Linked DNA regions of Sus scrofa: region 1 is linked to region 2. Evidence: chromatin contacts called from public HiChIP or PLAC-seq data. All regions are on one chromosome and are shown on one strand. Each heading gives the region's core, a stretch centred on a gene start, on an enhancer-like site or on the middle of the called end of the contact. The rest is flanking DNA. Distances are from core to core; before and after follow the strand shown. Region 1 overlaps PHLDA1 (pleckstrin homology-like domain family A member 1). Region 2 overlaps LOC102163684 (a long non-coding RNA gene).

What was found. HiChIP or PLAC-seq counts read pairs in DNA pulled down with a chosen protein or histone mark.
Region 1: a contact with region 2 is called in an H3K27ac HiChIP or PLAC-seq map of alveolar macrophages. The contact joins two enhancer-like sites. A contact is called at or near these places in 2 of 47 Hi-C or Micro-C datasets (embryonic fibroblasts and heart right ventricle) and 2 of 2 datasets of contacts at active chromatin or transcription factors (alveolar macrophages and skeletal muscle).

Annotation. Positions count from the first base shown.
Region 1 is chr5:39,314,429-39,317,128 of Sscrofa11.1, forward strand. It overlaps PHLDA1 (pleckstrin homology-like domain family A member 1), which reads right to left. Exons shown (of 2, transcript XM_021092050.1): 1 at 141-2,700. The coding sequence starts at 1,333. The coding sequence ends at 167. Among named protein-coding and RNA genes, the nearest start is that of PHLDA1, 3.5 kb to the right of the region's middle. Within about 2 kb of position 1,368, at least 71 of the 83 cell types and tissues checked have an H3K27ac peak or open chromatin away from gene starts, as enhancers often do. A contact at or near this core is called in alveolar macrophages, where this site is marked.
Region 2 is chr5:39,021,801-39,024,513 of Sscrofa11.1, forward strand. The region is part of intron 1 of LOC102163684 (a long non-coding RNA gene); the gene reads left to right. Among named protein-coding and RNA genes, the nearest start is that of KRR1, 200 kb to the left of the region's middle. Within about 2 kb of position 1,256, at least 4 of the 83 cell types and tissues checked have an H3K27ac peak or open chromatin away from gene starts, as enhancers often do. A contact at or near this core is called in alveolar macrophages, where this site is marked.

The sequences.
Region 1 (2,700 bases), core at 118-2,617, 290 kb after region 2:
CCTCACAGAAAGCTGGATTGATTTCTCATTTTTCCACTCAAGAGCCAAACCTGTGAACAGGTTTCCTACTCCTAACACCCTCAACTCCCCAGACCCACCCCTCCGAAGGGTCCTTAGTACCCAAGTTGCCAGAACCTCACCTTGTCTGGCCCAGGTGCTGCCCTCTTCAGGCAGAGTTGGAGGTGCTGCGGAGAAGCCGGTGACCGTGCGGCTGCGAAAGCGGTTGTTGGTGTGCGTGTGGATGCGGATGCGAGTGTGGATGCGGATACGGGTGCGGGTGCGGATGCGGATGAGGGTGGATCTGCTGCGGCTGAGGCTTGGGTTGTGGCTGGGGCCTGGGTTGGAGCTGTGGCTGGGCTTGGGACTGGGGCTGAGGCTGGGGCTGAGGCTGGGGTTGGGCTTGGGGTTGAAGCTGCGGCTGCGGGGGCTGCTGCTGGACCAGGTGCTGCTGCTTCTGCCGCGTGGACTTGACCGCCAGGATGGCCTGTCGATTCTTGTACTGCACCATCTGCAGCGTGATTTCGGCGTTCCACCCCTGGTCTTGCGGGCACCGAAAGTCGATCTCCTTGCCCTCAGCCATCACCACAGTGAAGTACATATACTTGCCCTTGCGCTCTACGCAGTCCACGGTCTTCATGTTGGAAAAGTGCAATTCCTTGAGCTTGACTGGCGGCTCAAGGCTGGCCACAGCGGGGCCCCCGGATTGGGACGGCTCAACCGACCCCTGACCGGGTTGTTGCTGCTGCTGCTGCTGCTGCTGGTGTTGCAGCTGCTTGGGCGGGATGAGCAGCAGCCCCTCCTCGGTGAGAATGCAGCACTTTTTCTTCCAGAGCTGCAGCAACCCGTCGCTGCGCTTTTCCAACACACCCTCCTTCAGCGCCTTGCAGCCGCTGCTTTCCAACATCCTCCCGGCATAGGGCGAGCCGCCGATCGGCTCGGCCTCTCTACTTCCAGCTGCCCTGGCCGGGGGCAGCAGCAGCAGCCGCGCGCCGTCCTCGCCCCAGCGGCTCCCGCGGCCACCCGCCCGGAGCGCGCAAAAGAGGCTAACGCGCAGGAAGCAGAGAGGCTGTGGCGGCGGCGGCTCGGGGTCGGGGCAGCAAGGTAGCCGCGTCCTGATGCGCCACAAGGTCCCAGAGCTGCGAGCCGCCGGGCCTCTGCCTTCCTCCTGCAAGCGCTCACTGAAGGGCACTGGCCGGGCCCCCTCGCGGCGCTTTTGAATGGACCATCCCCCCCACCCCCGAGTGACACCCAGCGGAAAAGGCGGCTCCTGGCGCCCGCGCCGCGGGGGAAAGCCCAGCTCTGAAAGGCGCTCTGCCGCCGGCGTACGCCTCATTAACTTGGGGCCTTTCCAAAGCCGGCCGCGTCCACGCCCCCCCGCATCCCTCGCTCCGCCTCTCGCCGCCCACTGGCTTCCGCGCTCCTTGGCCGGGATCGCTGCAGGGCCCTGAGCCCCGGAAACTCCTCTCCTCCGCCTGGGGCCACAGCCGCCCGGCGAAGAATGCCGACGCGCAGAGGGTGCTAAGAGGCCATCCCCAGCCCTCCCTCCTCTCCTCCCGGTGGGGCGCTCTGCTAACAGCTTCAGAAAATGTTGGGACTACGAGGGTGGGTACAACTACCAGACACTGTCTAGTATGCCAATCCTCTGCCCTTGGGAACCAGCCCTGGGGATTCGCGCTGGGCTCCAAGATCCCGTAGAGCCCGCGTCCTGGCCCAGGCGAGTTGGGAGGCTGAGGGTGAGGCTCGCGAGCCGAGAAAGAGTGCCCCCCTTCCGTAAAAATCTCAGCGCACAAAGGCAGTGAGGACAGGGTGTCTTCACGCTCATTCGCTTACGGTCACTAACTAGCCCTTCTTGGAGCTGAGTGGCGATACTTGAGGCAATAGCGCTACCGTCTGTCCCGTTTGGAAGAGGTAGGGGAAAGAGACCCACTTGAGACCTCACCTTCCTTTACTCGGGCCAGGAGCTCAGGCAGGAGCCTCTCTTCACCCGTTCGCAAGCTCTCTAAATTCCTTCTTAACCCATCCGTACAGCCTACAGTATCTCACACATATTTGAATGTGAATTTGTAACTCGTCTTACAAACCCAGGAAATGACCCGCATATTTCAAGGCGGTCGAGCCCTCCAAAACCTGCAGGTTGGCCCTGCGGGCCCCTCTTTGCAAACGCCCAACGGTTTAGATCACTTGTGACCTCATTTACCAGTAATGTGGGGAAGGAAATGCTGCACTCGCCCCTAGCTCCCTTCTACTCCGTTTAAACAATTTCTATAAATTCTGGGAAACATAGCAGAATAAAGAGCATAAACTGAGACCAAAGCTCTTGGGGAAATGTATTAAGTACACAGAGAACCCCAACTAGGTAACGATCTTAAAAATATGAAGAACTACACAAATTAAAAAATAAATAGGAACAAATGTCTTAAACATACCTCAGATAGGTAGTGTTTGATAAGTACTTATTGAACACTTATTTGTTCATGACCCTGTTCTAAGTGTTGGGGATAGTGTTTTAACATAATAAAGAAAAAAATGCCAAAAACAAACCAATAAAAAAGAAATCGGGGTGGACAAGTCAGAGTGGCCCAGGTAAGAGGAAAGGCTGCTCCTTGAGCACAAGGACAAAGGGAAAGCTTGGCTCATCTGTAGTTTCATCTGGCTGGAACAAAGAATTCAAAAGGGAGACAGATGAGCTTGCAGAGCTGA
Region 2 (2,713 bases), core at 6-2,505:
CCAGAAGACTCCGATTACCCGCCTCTTGAGTTTCTCTTTGACAATTCTGGACTATGCAACACTCTTTTTTGTAAAGAGGGCCCCAGCAGAAACAAACGTTTTTCTGCACTGCTGCAAATCCAATGAGAAAAATGCAAATCTCAGATCTCCCTGTGGACAGTAGGGCTAAGGTTACAGTGAAAACTGATCCCCAGCACAAACTTCCTGACTAATCCTCTTTGCCTCTACCCGCTTTCCCGACTCACAATAATGATGTCCTTCAGTTCGTACCCCACCCCCAACAGCACACCTGTTATTGCAAACCTATAATAACAGAGTATAGATTTCCCCAGGGAAATGGCAAAAGAACTCAAGGTATTTATCTGTTGGCAAAACTGTGCCTCCCTCTGAGACTGTTGTATGTACACAAATATTTCTCTGCACATGAATCACAGCATTTTCCAGCTGGAACAGACCTTGAGGATAATCTAGGGGACCTTCTCATAAATAGATACAGAAACACAGGCCCAGAAAGGAAAATTTACCTCAGGTTACAGAACCAGTTAGGAATAAATCAATTAATGCCCTCTGGCCAAACCAGGCTTGCCTTGATCACACGCTTTGTCAACAACTCCAAGGTCTTTTTTTTTAATAGACCTAATTTTTTAGAGCAGTTTTAGATTTGCAGCAATATGGAGTGGAAGCTACACCCATACACCACCCTGTCCCCACATAGGACTCCAAGTCCTTCTAAGTTTCTTAGTAACTCCAGGGCAGTATATGGAGGTTAAACCCAGTTAATATCTTTTTCCCTCTCTTTGTCAGATGTTTTACAAGATGAGATACCAGACAAGAGATGGTATCCTATAGGGGTCCCATTAGGAAGACCTTCACAAATGTCCCCATTCTCCTGTAACCAAAAGACATTTATTTACTTCTCCCCAGCAACTAATGCAATCTCCTTTCTTTTGACAATGGGTCTTGCCTTCTTTGGCAATATTACTTTTCTTTCCTAAATTCTGGAATTTCTCCACCTCTGCCTCCCCCCTGGGGTCCGTCTCACATAGTCTCTTTTAGTCCACAGCATAGCTGTTGATTATTTTGAAACAGACCATGTCTCTTTCCTAACATTTATCTTCAGTTTTCTCAAAATCACTGGGTCATCCTGGCATTCTTATTAGTCTGTGGTTGCATTTCAACAGTCTCCCACAAACTGAATGACAGAAATGTCCAACGATATTCAATAAGTTGAACATTTTCATCATGCTCCATTGTCTCAGGCAAGGAAAGCACATGTTCAGGATGAGTCATCTCATTTCCTGCCAACAGTCATTGGCAGGCAAACTGTGCCTTCCTTTAGTTTGTCACTTCTTGGTCTCAGACATTTAAATTTTAAATCTTAAATCATAAGAGTTTATGACTTTAATCAAATCTGTAATTCTTATAAGCAAAGGCCTTGTTTGTATCTGATAACAGAGGTACATGTGAAATATATATAAGCAATTCAGAAATTTAGCATTGCCAAGGATTGTCTTAGCCTCATTTGTTTTTCAATAGGTGTCAACATGGTGCTTGATACTTTCAGATGACCTAATTTAAGAGGGATAATCTTAAACATTTTCCTGATTTACATCCATCCAAAATTTCAGCAATGTTAGCTACTTTATATAGTACTGTACTTCAGTTTTGATGAATGGAAAAGTCAAAACATCAAGCCCAAAGTCATGAGGCATCAATGGAGAACAAGGACCAGAGTATGTATCAAGGTCACCTAACCAGTGAACCAAAATCTAGCAACACATCTTGCAGTATTTCATGATAGATCCCCAAATTGTCACTACTACACTCTCTACTTAACCAAGTTCCCCTTCATTACTCTCCATGCCATTTTTCCTAAGGGTTCCCAAATGTTAAGCAGAGCACTCTGTTTCACCTAGCCTCTCAGGACCCTCCTGTCCCGCATCACCCAAGATCTACCTACTCCTCAATTTTACCCTCCATTCACAATGAGATAGCAAGAAAAAGGATGAGCCACAAAAAGGCTACACCTCCTTGATTTAGTCTTTCTTGTTTTTAATTATTGCAAAGAGACACAGTATGATTTAATGGAGAGAATAATGGATTTGGTGTCAGAAAACCCAAGATGGAGTCTGGTTCTGTTACTTGACAGCTCTGTGACTTGGAAAAAGACACTGAAATGAATTAATCTTAAATTAATCCTCTAGAACTTCACTTTCCTCATCTCTAACATGGGTATGGCACCCTGGTTTACTGTGAGGTGCAAAATCCATTGAATGCACTGTTTAAATGCACGTTAGTGTTATGTGTATATAAAAAGTGTGATGCTGGATACCTCTAACCCCTGAGGGCAAAGTGGCACTAATGGGCCTATTAGGGATTCAGTGATAATAGCTGATAATCATGTCTCCATGATCTCAGATTTTTTCCCTAAAAGTCTTCATTGGGAGAATTGAGAAGGAACAAATAACTGTGCTAGATGAAAGAAATTTGTTTGAAAGTTTATTTCTCCTTTTTAACCTACCTTTTAATGTGAGCAGTTTAAATTTCCAACCAAATAAAACTGATGCTTTGGGAAGATGTGACAATTTACCACATGTTTTTTAATGCCCTCTGGAACTGTACTCTATGGTACCATCGTGGCACTGATTGTACACCTCTGCCTTCCTCATCTGTTATTTCCATGGGAAGTTATCAGAGCTACATTATAGCCCTC